Linked DNA regions of Pan troglodytes: region 1 is linked to region 2. A link is a contact called in public Hi-C data. All regions are on one chromosome and are shown on one strand. Each heading gives the region's core, a stretch centred on a gene start, on an enhancer-like site or on the middle of the called end of the contact. The rest is flanking DNA. Distances are from core to core; before and after follow the strand shown. Region 1 holds the start of COL23A1 (collagen type XXIII alpha 1 chain). Region 2 overlaps COL23A1 (collagen type XXIII alpha 1 chain).

Evidence for each region. Hi-C and Micro-C count contacts between places; a contact is called where the count stands out from the background.
Region 1: a Hi-C map of induced pluripotent stem cells shows a contact between it and region 2, with 1.7 times the contacts expected there. The contact joins the promoter of COL23A1 here to the enhancer-like site in region 2. A contact is called at or near these places in 1 of 7 Hi-C or Micro-C datasets (induced pluripotent stem cells) and 1 of 1 other capture datasets (stem cell-derived neural stem cells).

Annotation. Positions count from the first base shown.
Region 1 is chr4:176,060,486-176,066,874 of NHGRI_mPanTro3-v2.0_pri, reverse strand. COL23A1 (collagen type XXIII alpha 1 chain) reads left to right here and starts at 4,263. Exons shown (of 29, transcript XM_024356856.3): 1 at 4,263-4,649. The coding sequence starts at 4,356.
Region 2 is chr4:175,861,124-175,867,901 of NHGRI_mPanTro3-v2.0_pri, reverse strand. All of the region lies in intron 2 of COL23A1 (collagen type XXIII alpha 1 chain), which reads left to right. Among named protein-coding and RNA genes, the nearest start is that of PHYKPL, 160 kb to the right of the region's middle. Within about 2 kb of position 4,796, at least 1 of the 24 cell types and tissues checked has an H3K27ac peak or open chromatin away from gene starts, as enhancers often do. A contact at or near this core is called in induced pluripotent stem cells, where this site is marked.

The DNA of each region.
Region 1 (6,389 bases), core at 3,014-5,513, 200 kb before region 2:
AGCAATTAGTCTAGGGCTAGTATTTTCCCCACTACCGAGGCAAAAACCTTTTGAGTACTCTACCCAACGTTCTCTGAGTTATCAGATTTTCCACACTGGTTGGTAGGAAGAACTATGCCTGGCTTAGTGAGCTGTGAGGGTTTGTGTTTGCCAGTTATTAGAGTCTAATCCTTTTGGGTTATTCCGTCCTGGCCTCTGGTAGTTTCCTCATACAGGGATGCTGATGAGTTCTCAGGTGAAGGCTTCAGGGGAACCAGCTGCAGATCTCTAATTCTCTGTGCAGCTCTCCCCTCTCCTGTCCTCTCCTCTGCAAATTCTAACTGCTTTGGCCTCCCTGGACTCAGCTTTCTCTCTTCACCTTCCGCTGGCTCTACCTGCACTGTGTCCTGGAAAATCTCTCCAGAGTAGGAACCCAGGGCAGTCCTTGGGTTCACTTTGTTTCCTGTCTCCAAAGGATCACTGGCTTTTAATGCCTGATGTCTGGTGTCTCGAAAACTGCTGTTTTTATACAGTTTTTTTTTTTTTTTTTTGGCTTTTTAGTTGTTTTAAATAGTCAGATAGTAAATCTGGTCCATGTCAATATCTCTGTTTTAAAAACAAAAAGGTGGCCAGGCATGGTGGCTCACCCCTGTAATCCCAGCATTTGGGAGGCCGAGGCAGAAGGATTGCTCGACCCCAGGAGTTCAAGAGCAGCCTGGGCAATATAGCGAGACCCCCACCTCTAAAAAAAAATAATAATAAATAAATAAATAAAAAGTGAGGGTCTATAGCTTGTTTCAGTTTATACTGTGAGATATTAGTGAAGCCAGAACTAGAATCTGGGCATTGAATCAAAACCTGGTGCCTTTTTTAACATTGCCTTCTTAAAAAAATTTTTTTAAATAACATTACCTTATTAAAAAAAAAAAAAAACGCAACACCCTTTGCTATCCCTTTAAACCTTGTGGCTTAATTTAAACAATTTTCTGCTGAAAATTTTTATAAACTGGATTACATATCCATGCCTTCTTGAACAGCAGTTTGAACATATTTGAACCTTTTCATTATTAACATTCCTTCTTCAGTGGTTGTCCACCCTATCTGACCCAAATAATCCCTATTTTATAAAATAGTTTGATATGCTCCCTTTATCTCCAAGAGTCTGAGCGTTTGTAGATCATCAGGTCAGGCTTGCTACACATTTTTGTTCCAGTTGTAATTGGGCAAAGGCGTTATCATGAGGTGCCTGGCCTATTCTTTCCTGCACCCTGTATGGAAGCAGCCCTACCTCTTCCTCCTCATTAGGGTCAATTGCCTCTGCCAAATGGTGCCGTCTTGATTTCAGGTCCCTATATACAGAGTTCAGAGTGCCCTGGGTGGCAGCAATAGCTTATAGTTTAATGGAACCCCTACTGTGTCCCCTGGCAAGAATGTAACCCCTTTGAGAACTAGGACCTCCAACTCTCTAACAGGAAGCATAACATCCCCCATGGGGTCATGGGGAGGGATGGCTAGTGCTTCTACCCGTGGGTTCATGGACCCACGTATTCTTACTGGGAGCACAGCATCATACAGAGGTTCCTGATTTAACACACACACTACATCCTGAGAGATGGCACTAAATCCTTCAGGGAGTGGCCTCTGCGCTGGTGCTTCATCTGTGCCTTCAGAAGGCAGTTCCAGTATTCTGTGAGGCTGGTTGCTCCTGACCAGTGCAGGATGCAACACAACCAGTGGATTCCTTGGTCCATGGGTTCAGCCCCAGACCTTTACTGTAAAATGGGTACCCTGGTTGGGTGTGGTGGTGTGTGAGATCCTGTACCTGTGGGTTGGGCATTCTGTAGGGATAGCAATGCTGGCTGAGGCTCTGCAGGCAGGAAAGACAAGCCCACAGCTGGTGCTGTCCCTGTGAGGGGCAAACCACTGGTCCTTGCAGGAAGGAGGGAATCCAAAGTAGCTGTTTTGCCACCACGTGGCCAGTTAGTCTGCCTGAGGAGTACCTTGTTTAGTCTATTGCTGACAGGTTAGCCATTCATAGGCAGCAGCAGCGGGATTGGTGTAAGTGCTGTCTACCTGTTAGGTGATGCTACACACGATAGGTTAGTGGATATTCTTTTATTCCCCCTCAAGATCTGCCCTTCTTCCTTCTGCCTCTGCTCTCTGCCCTCTAGGAGGCTGGCCTCTGCCCTGGAGGTTTGGTCGTTGAAAGGCCCCAGTAGATCAGAGAGCAGGAGAGAGCAGTTGAGTATTTATTCTGTGAGCTCCCTCCCTTTCAAGCCATGGCTTTGCAGAGGCTGTTCCCCTTAACCAAGGGCCACAGGTGCTGTGGAGCAGCCCTCTTCTATAGCTCTGAGTTCCCCAGGGTTCCCAGTTAGGGATGGTAATGGCCTCCCACTGTCAATACCCGCAGAGTGCTGCTTCGGCCTCCCCTGCTGGCCCCTCTGATCTCCACTTTGTGAATTGGCTCTACATTCAGGCTGTCTTGAGTCACCCTCTCTGAGGATGCCATCTATTCTTCCAGGACCCTAATGGACACAAGTAAGTCATTTTCTTTTTTGCCTTTTAGAATGAGTTGTAGACAGTATTTCCATCTTAATTCAGCCACCCCAATTCCCTGATGAATCTTGTGGGCCACCTTAAATGGGGCAGTCTGGGAAGGTCTTTTAGAAGCAGTGAGGTTGAGAACCTTGACCTGGAGGATGAGGAGGGGCTTGCCGTTTAACGATCTGAGAGCAGGAATGCAGGTAGTGAGGTGGTAGGCAAGGGCAGAGGCCCAGGGGCCAGTGAGCTTGGCTTTTTCAATACACAGAAGCTTCAGGAACATGGCAAACAATACATGCAGTAACATTAACATAGGTAGGTGGTGTGCAGTTTATGTGCCTGTAAGAAATGTAGTGCTGACTTGTAAGAGGGTGTTGGCCTCTTTTCAGAATGAGGCCAACTTTTCATTCTATTGGGCATACACCAGACCTTAGCACAGAGCCAAGTCTATCAACCATAACCCCCGGCCATCTCAGGGGTTCCCCTCTGAATTAAGGGAAGGAGACGGAACATGTTAGCCAGAGGCGCTCAACAGTTCTAAAAGGTGAGTATCCACAGAAATGAGATAACCAGAAGATATCCAGATAGTGAGAGGGAAGATGGATATAACGTTATTTTTCTTAAAAAGAAAATGGTTGGGGGGTTACTCAAATCACAAAGATCTGAACGGCTGGTTTGTTGTTTCATTTAGGTATTACAGGAGTTAGCGAAAGAGTTACCTGGGACCCATTTAGGACATGAATATGCCTGGTAGGAATCTGAACCCAGCCTGACTTCCAGCAGTTCTTCCCTTTCCTGCCAAGACTCGTTAGTGCCACTCATTCTGTTCTCTGGACCCAGGCTGTACGCCACAGCCTTCTTGCCTCAGCCCTGTGATTTAAATTTGCAGCAGAATCGCAGTACAGGTTAAGTGTGGTGCATACTAGATCATAATTTTTGGCCAAGTTGGGCGTCTGATACAGAATTAAGTCATCAGTTGAACAAGACTTGAAGTTCATTTTCTGAATCTTTCCCATTCGTTATAGTCTCAGTTTTCTCAAAAGCCCTCTCCAGGCCAGAAACAGTCTTACCATTTTTGTTTCCCGCACCGAAGTCCGGCAGCTAAGAACTCGTGAGAAGATTCTAAGAGGCGTATTTCCGTTTGGCGCAATCTCGACCCTGCCTCTCTCAATGTGAGTGCGCAGAGGTCGCTTTCCGCCACGAAGCGGCGCTAATCCACCACCTAGGACAGACCCACTAAGTTTTTTGCAGGATTTGAAGTTTTGAACTTTTACAAGTGTCAGAAAGGTAATTCACAAGTTTAGAGGAATGTGCTAAGGCACGAGTGGTGGGTGCTCCAGCCAGGGGTGGGCTGCAGAAGGGGCGCGGTGTCGCTGGGCTCCCCTCCGACCTCTGGGGTCCACAGTGCGGACTTGGGCTGGGGAAGCCTCAGAGGTGCGTGCGGGGGCGGGTGCCGGCGCCCGGGACAGGTGAGGGCAGAGGTGCGCGCTGCGCGTGGGATCAGCCTGGCGCCGACGGGTGGCTCCGAGGAGCTAGCTCCTTCCTCGCCCCCGCCCCCTCGCCGCGCGGGGCCAGCCCGGCCGCTCCTCCCCTGGGTGGGTCCCTGCTCCTTTTCTGGCAGGGTCTATTTGCATAGAGGAAACTGCCCAAAGTGGCCGCTGTGGAGGAGCTGGCTGCGGCGAAAGGGGCGTGCGCGGCGATCCGCTGCTACCCGGAGGCTAACCCCCGCGCCCGGCGGACCTCGTGCCTCGGGCTGTCCCGCCTGCTCCTCTCGCACTCAGCCTCTGCCCCAGCAGCACCGCCCCCTCGGAGAGTCCACGCGCGACGAACGCGCCATGGGCCCAGGCGAGCGCGCCGGTGGCGGCGGCGACGCGGGGAAGGGCAATGCGGCGGGCGGCGGCGGCGGAGGGCGCTCGGCGACGACGGCCGGGTCCCGGGCGGTGAGCGCGCTGTGCCTGCTGCTCTCCGTGGGCTCGGCGGCTGCCTGCCTGCTGCTGGGTGTCCAGGCGGCCGCGCTGCAGGGCCGGGTGGCGGCGCTCGAGGAGGAGCGGGAGCTGCTGCGGCGCGCGGGGCCGCCAGGCGCCCTGGACGCCTGGGCCGAGCCGCACCTGGAGCGCCTGCTGCGGGAGGTGAGCGTCTTGGCGCGTGGCTGGGGCGGACTTGGGTGTGTCGGGTTGAGGGTGGCGGTACGCTGGGAGCCGGGGGCAGCCTGCAGGTCTCTGGGAGGAGGGTCGCCCGCGGGCTGCGTGCGCTCGGGGCCGTCCCAGAGATGGGCGCGTCTGCGCCAAGGCGGAGGCTGGGGGTGCCGGCCCCAAGGGGTTTTGCGGTCTCCGCTCCGGCCTCAGGGTCCCGTGCCAGGCAGGCGGCCGCGAGAAAGGGGAAGGAGAGACCAGGGACTTTGGAGTAACAGACCTAGGGTCAGTCTCCACGGGGTGTGCGCTCGGACACGCCGCTTCCCGCCGGCGGCCAGAGTCGGGGATAAAGATGAGGCTCGTGGGAAGTATCTGGTGACTGTGACCAGTAGCACCTACTGTTCCTAACCAACGCTGGTACACCTGGAGAGGCGGTGGTCACGGCGGAGGAAAGCCTCAGACAGGCCCGAGGGCTGGGCCCCGCTGTGCTCCAGTGTGTCTCCAGCAGCTCAGGCCCCAAGACTGAGCCGTCACCGTCGCACTGAGGCCTCGGGGATGGGGGTGGGGGCGCCCACATGACTTGGTAAGATGAGGGGAAGGAGAAACAATCGGGGGTGGAGGACCTGGACTCTGGTTTCAGGCGGTGCCATCTGGGGTGTGGGCTCGCAGGACATCCGGAGTTTCCCGTCCCTTACCTGGGAATCGCGACTTCCACAGCTTACTTGAAAGCTCATATGAGGCTCTGTGACACTTCTAAGGGTTAAGATTGCTGCTGTGTGTCTTCAAAGAAAGAGCCACCTTTGGGTCCTCAAAGCCCTCACCCAGCATGTTGGTCAAAGCCTCCACCTTTTGTACGGCATGTGCGGCAGTTCCCCTCCCCACAAAACTGGACAGGCCCTGGTGGGCTGGCCAGAGCCTCCCCTGCCGAGCCTTCCTCCTCCTCCTGGGATAGATGGCTGCCCCAGACCCCAAGGTCACTGTCCAAGGGGGCATCCTCAATTGCTGTGTGAAAACAGGCAGGGTTTCAAGGTGGAGGAGAGGGAGGACTGGCCTGTACACCCCCAATTCCCTAGACTGCCCAGCTGGGATCTTTATTAACGTGTCCAGCTGTGTTTCCAATGTTGAGTTCCTTTGGACTCCAAAGGAAAGTGGGAGAAGATGACTGCGTACCACACCTCCTTGTTCACCCCACCTGTTTCTTAGTCACTTTAATTTAAGCTAGGATCACATCTCTTCTAGCTGGGTTCTGGGTAAAATTGCTGCTTCATGAAATGATTTCCTATTTTACCCTTGAAAGGGCCTGCAGACTTAAAACTCTCTCAGCCCTGCTGGAAACTCCTGGCGATGGTTTCATAATTGCCGCCCATTAGCTTTTGGCAAATCCCTGGAGACCAGGGTGTTGAATTGATTTATGGAGGGCCAGTAAAGTTTCTACCTGTTAGTGCTATAAGTGTGGCTGCTCTTTCTCATAGGAGGCCTCTCTTATTTGCTAAAAATAAACCGCAAGCCCTGATTGAGTAAATCAGAAGTCCTGATACAACCATTTTACAAGGAACTACAAATTGTGTCTATTTTAGGAGGGAGGGGCATCCTGGGCAGGCAGCCACTGCTGGGAAGTGTTGATTTTTGAGTCCTGAACTTCAGCGGGAGAGACTGTGCAGTTGCTCTCCCAGGCTTCCCCCCTCCCGGCTGCACTGGATTTTACCTGGGTGAACTATAGTGCTTGAACAATGAGTT
Region 2 (6,778 bases), core at 3,547-6,046:
TTTGTCCTTCCGTGACTTCTTCTTTGTGGCTTCTTTCATTTAGCGTAACGTCCTCAAGGTCCATCCGTGTTGTTGCATGTGTCAGAATTTCCTTCCTTTTTAAGGCTGAAAACTATTCCATTTAAGGCTAATGCTCCCTGCCAGGGCCATCTCTCGAGCCAGATGTTTTATGTACATGCAACAAATCGTTTACTTCGGCAACAATGCACGGTTGGGAGTTCGAAGGCCTGAGCTTGAGCTGCTTTTCTGCCAGGCACCCGCTGTGGGTCCTTGGGCTCTTGTCCTGCCTGAGTCTCTCTGCAAAATGCAGATGGCTGAGCAGGTGGTTTTGAGCACCCAGTGAGGGAGGGCGTTCTGTACTGGTGAGGAGTTGCACTAACAGTGGTGCTGCTGTCAGACACCTCCAAGGTGTTTCTCTTCAGCGCTGGCACACTCTTAGGTCTTCTTTCTCCTTTTCTTGCTTGGCCACGTTGGGTCTTATTCTTCCTGGGGCCTCCTCTTCTAATGTGGCTTTTCTGTTGAACTGTCAATCTTCAGGTAACAATGTGGCTATTGGTAGGAGGGATCTCACTATTACATTTGCAAGGGGTGAAAAGCTGAGCCGGCCGTGGGGTAGCGTGATACATTTGGGAGCCGAATTTAGGCTGAGGGTGGCAGCAGGGGCCATTGTCCGCTGGACCCTGCCATCCTGAGTGGACTTCCTGTGGCCTCGTGTCTCAGTAAGAAGGCAGAGAACACAGTTTCTGTCCCTTTGTGCTTCTGTGTGGATAAAACATTGCTGCTGTCCTGACAGTTAGCCAGGGCAGTTCTGGAGGTGGCGTGGCCTGTGCAGTCCTGTTTTGTTGTAAGGTTTTTGTGTTTCTGTTTGAAGATGTGTCTTGTAGATGCAGTTTCTTTAACATTTTAGAAGAAAGATAGGAATGCAGTAGGTGCATCGTTTGAAAGATATAAATAAGGTGAGTGTGCTCCGAGGACCCCCAGGGCAGATTGTGATGCTGCGTCCGTGCGGGCTCAGCCATTCAGATTGCTTTTGCTTTATAACAATCTTAGGATATAACTCGCTATACAGTTTACCCATGTAAAGTGCAGAAGTCAGTGGTTTTTATTATACTCACAGAGTAGTGCAACCAACACCACAATACATTTTGGAACAATTCATCAACCAAAAAAAAAAAAAAATAGCAGACACTCCTATTACTAGCCACCCATCATTTCCCCTCAAACCCCCCAGCCCCCAGCAACCACTAATCTACTTTCTGTCTCTACAGATTTCCCTATTCCAGACATTTCATATAAATAGGATCATATAATACGTGACTTTCTGTGTCTGGCTTCTTTCACTTAGCGTAATGTTTTCAAGATTCCTGCACGTTCATCCCGGTGTCAGTACTTCATTCCTTTTTACTCTCAAATAATGTTTCATTGTATGAATATACCACATTTTACTTATCCATTGATCAGCTGGTGGACATTTGGATACTTGGACTTTTGGGCCATTTTTAATAATGTTGCTGTGAACATGGGCGTACAAGTGTTTGTACGGACAGATGTTTCATTTCTCTTGGGTAAATAGGAGCAGAATTACTAGATCGTATGGCAGTCTATGTGAAGCCATTTGAGCACCTGCCAGACTGTCTTCCAAAGCTGCTGCAGCATTTTTTACAGTCCCACCAGCTGTGGATGAGGGTTCCAGTTTCCCCCCATCCTCACCAACATTTTTGACTGTCTGACTCTTTTATTCTGGCCATCCTCGTGGGAATGAAGTGGTACTTTATCGTGGCTTTAATTTGCATTTCCCTGATGTCTAATGACGTTTCCTGTGTCTTCATGTGCTTAGTAACTATTTGTTTATCTTCTTTGGAGAAAGGTCCATTGACATCCTCTGCCTATTTGTCTTTTTATTGCTGACTTGTAAGAATCCTTTACATATTATAGTTACAGGTCCCTTATCGGATATATGATTTGCAAATACTTTCTGCCATTCCATGGCTTATCTTTTTCCTTTTCTTCACGGTATCTTTTAAAGCAGTGGTCTCCAACCTTTTTGGTGCCAGGGACTGGTTTTGTGGAAAACAATTTTTCCACAGACAAGGGTGGAAGGATGATGGTTTTGGAGGCATTAGATTCTCATAAGGAGTGCACAGCCTGGATGCCTTGCATGCATAGTTCACAATAGGGTTCATGCTCCTATGAGAATCTGATGCCGCTGCTGATCTGACAGAAGGTGGAGCTCAGGCGGTAATGCTCACTGTCCTGCCACTCACCTCCTGCTGTGAGGCCCGGTTCCTAACAGGCCACAAACTGGTCCACAGCCCAGGGGTTGGGGCCCCTGTTTTAAGGCACAAAAGTTTATTTGTTTTGAAATCCAGTTTATCTATTGCTCCTTTGGTTGCTTATGCTTTCGGTGTCATATTAACACACTACTGCCTAATACCAAGATCATGAAGATTTACACCTATGTTTTCTTCTAAGAGTTTGATAGTTTTAAGTCTTACATGTAAGTCTGATCCACCTGGAGTTAATTTCTACATATGGTGTGAGGCAGGGGTCCACTTTCATTCTTTTGCATGTGGATATCTAGCTGTGCCAGCACCATGTGTTGAAAAGACTGTTTTTCCCCATGGAATGGTCTTGGCACCCTTGTTAGAACAGACAGGTTTTAAAAACCTTGTTGATTGCAGGACAGCAGCCTCCATGACAGGTGCTTGGTAACTCAGGTGCCCATAGATGGCACTGGGAGGCCTTGCAGGGGTCTCTATCGTGCTGTCTCTGCCCTTCATTGTCCTGTGCACTTTGGGGTGAGAACATGAGGGGGTTCTGTGCCAGGGGACCCTCGGGAGAGCAGCTGGTTAGAGGGGCTTTGTCAGCTCTTCCTTTATGCGGCCATACCTTTCTGCCACACTGAGCCTGGAGTGCACCAGCAGGTGACCTGCCACATGGCCATGTGCCTCCTTGCTCCCTGCTGTCCTCCTCCAGCCAGCCAGTCGTAGCTACAATGACCGTACATCCCACATGATCCAGACAGTCTCAGTGTATGCCTGTTCTTCCTGCAAGTTAGCCGGTCTCTCCCTCTCTTAAAATATCTTGGTTTGGATAATAAATGATACATTCATCCTGGTCCTGGAGCAAGGACTGGGGTGAGAATGTCCATGGGGTTCAAACCAGTACCCTGAATCCAAGGCCAGCCTTCGTGGCCTCTGGTAGCTTTGAGAGGGAGAACAGAACTTTCTCAAAGCCTCAGCAGATGTGGCTTGGATCCCACAGATCCGTCCTGAGCACATTGTTGGCAGGACACATAGTCTCTGAGCACCCCGCTGCTAGCTCCTGCCGCCGAGAGTCTTTCCTGTAAGCATGTGAGATTAGTGGCAAGGGGAAGCTTACCGGTGTCTTGGCAGGGGCAGCCGGTGCCACTTCAGAATGGCTCAGGAGGGCTGGACGTAGCTGTTTCTCCACACACTGCCTGCATGTGCCCACCCGTCACGCAAGCAGTCAGCTTGGTGTATTCATACCCACCTTGGGCTCACCAAGGCCACAGGGAGAAGCCATGTGACATGGAGCTCCTTGTCACTCTACTGTCACTAAATGAAGAACAAAACACCTCTGGAGGAGGCCACAGGCAGAAGGGAAAGGCACTTAACTCTACACATGGGAATCAGGTTATATACACATTTAACCAATGCAAATCCACTTCTACGACTTGGGGGTGGAGGGAAGTCCAGCAAAACGAGAGATAACTCATTGAATTAGTGTCAGTGGGCACCCTCTGTGAGGAGGGATGAGAATGTGCAGCTCCCCCAGTGGACATCAGCTCCTGCAGACCCTGTGTGAATGTCTCGCCATCTGGGTGAGGTCTGAAGCTTTTGTGCAGCTTAGTCTTGAAATGCAAACTGAAGCATCACTTTGACTAAATGCAGATGTTGCTGTGTGCTGTGAGTCTCTGTGTAACTGTCACACAGGGGAGAGTGTAGCCAAACCCACCTTTGGAAAGGGAGTGGGAGAGGGCTTCCTGGAGGAGGTGGCCAGGAGGCTGTGTTGAAAGGGGCATTGGGACTTTGCTGGGTGGAGGAAAAGGAAAGCTGCTTCCAGGCAGCAAAAATTTTGTAAAGCAACATACTGAGGCAACGGGAGCATGACAGCCAGGTTTGGGGAATCAGTCAAGGCTGGGTTATGAAGGCTTCAATTGCCTTGGTAAGGAGTGTAAATTTTAGCCTTTAGTTAGTGATCCCCAAATCAGTGTCCCTGGAGCACCTGACTCATGAGATGTCCCTGCGGAAAGGGTTCCACAGTCACAGAAGTTTGGGAAATCTTATCGTATAATCCCCTCCAATCTCCACCTTAGAGAGTTGCAAGGGATGTTAGCATACCAAAGGCCCTGAGAAGTCCTGCAGTAAACTCCCTTTTGACTGGCTACTCAGGGCTTTGTGTTCTGAGGAAATAGGCAATAGGGAGCCACTGCAGGTTTCAGTGCAAGGGAGTGACAGCATCGGATGCCAGTGATGGGAGACAGGATGGCTGGGCTGGGCTGGAGGCAGGGAGACCACTCGGTGGCCTGGTCACTGGATAAGTCAGAAGGCCCATCTCCACCGCTCCTGGATGTCTGGGAAGGGCCCAGCAAAATCACCAGGGGAGGAAGTTGATGACAGGCAGTGGGAGAGACAAGCAAGAAGACGGCCACTGATGCTGCAACCCAGAGCCTCCTTCCTCTCCCGGCTGGGATCCCCTGGGCTGCTTCCAGGACTTGGGAGGAGCCGCTGAAGAACCAGCATTGCTTAAGTAAATGTAAGTCACTTGCTTAAGTAAGTGTAAGCCACCTCCTGAGCTGCCCCCTGCAGGTTCCAGGGATACCTGCTTCCAACAGGCACATCTGGCCTTTCTTCACCTTTGAGAAGAGGGAACGTAAGATTAAATCCAACTCATCCCCACGCCACCCCAGCCCTAAATTCTTCAGCAGAGTGGAGAACTGGCTCTGCTGTGGGATTATCAGGACTAGCGCTAAAAGCAGGTCTTGCATCTCTGACAGACCTGCTTGCTGGAGGGAGACTTACATTTCAGGAGTCTCTGAAAAATTATCTGTTAAAGGCATTTCAGGGCAGGGAGCTTCTGAGACTCTGAGGCTGGGAACTTTACATCCAGCAATAACGGAAGGGCTCTGGCAGGCGAGCCTACTGGGAGAATCACACCGTGGGGAGCGTGCGCTGGGTGGACGTGCCCTGAGGAGCAGTGTCGGTGGGCGGTGGCCATGGTGGCGGGGGGCTTTCTGCATCAATCTCCTCCCACTTGCCCATTTCTGTCCTTCACTGGCAGTTCTTGTCAGTGCCACCACAGCTGCCACGTCTCGGGAGGAGGCCTTGCAGGCAGGTTGCTTTTGGCTCCTTGTTTTCTCCTTGGGCCCTCTTCCTTCCTGAGTATAAAAGCCGGGGACAGAGGAGTGGGAAACTCCGCAGGCACAGCGTGGGGGGAAAATGGCCCACACTGTCCGTAGGGAGGACTCAGACCCACTGCCTCATTCAGTCGTTCGTTCATTCATTAGCTCAGCGTGTATTTACTGAGTGTGTTCTTTGACCTTATCTTTGTATTCATATTGGGGATAAAAGGAAAATGGTCATGAGCCTCTAGAAGTTATTGGTCCAGGAGGGGAGGCTCAGGCAAACCCCAAATACAGTCGGCTGTGAGGGCAGCCCCTGGAGCAGTGTGCAGAGCATGCCCAGATGCAGCAGGCAGTTCCCGACCCCGCCGGGAGAGCTCACGGGCAGGGGTGCTGTGAGCTGCAGGAGGGCAGCAGGAACATGTCCGGTGGGTGGGTTTCGGGAGGAGTGCTCCTGTGGAGGGACCCACCTGGGCAAACGCACTGAGGCTTGACCCAGCAGTGTCTTAGAGACTTGTGAGCGGGTCAGTTTGACCAGGGCTGGACATTTGAAGGGCATGTGGAAGGAGACGAGGAAGAGAAGTGGGGAGTCTGGGCCCAGGCATAGGGGGTGATCACCAGGCTACAGAACGTGGCTTTCCTCGGTGAGGCTGTGTGTGGGGGCCATTGAAGACTCGGGCAGGGTTGCTGTGAGCTGTCAGCACCAGGATGGGTAAAATGAAAGAGAAAAGAGGGTGTTGTTAGTTCCAGACGGGGTGATGAGAAGCTGCCGTGGGAGAGAAATAAGGTGGGGGTGCAGAGTGCCAGGAAGTCGGACAGCAGGAAGCCTGGAGCGAGAGACAAAACCTGGAGCTGAAGTCCAGAGGCAAAGCCGAGGTCAGCCTGTGGGTATTTATTGCACCCATCCTAATAGTGCAATATTGGAAGCCACTCAAATGTCTGATGATACCGGGCAATGGCCGAGGAAGTTACCAGGCATCCGATCAGTGGCACAGCATAGAGCCAGTGAGCATCAGGGCAAAAGAAGGTCGCCTCCCCACGGCCATAGGAGTGTGCGTCCTGTTCTCTCCCAGGCTCTTGCTCCCCAGGAACCGAGGTTCAGTCCTTTCTGCTCCTGGAGCCCGTGGTGTCTGCTCAGACTCCTGACGGGGCAGGGGTAGGCAGTGGGGACCCTTCTGCGCTGTTAACGCTTCCCTCCCACCGGGTCTCAGCTGTGGGGGCGGGGGAGTTCACGGAGGAAAACAGACCCCTACTTTTTCAAACACTCACCCACCCCTGACCCCCTCTGGTGACACAGACTCACATCCTCATCTCAACAGGCTGAAGCAAATGGCCAAAAATGGAAATATGTGTGCTAGGTTGGTGGGATTGTGAGTGAGTCTTATTCCTAATATTTCCTGAAATAGTATATTG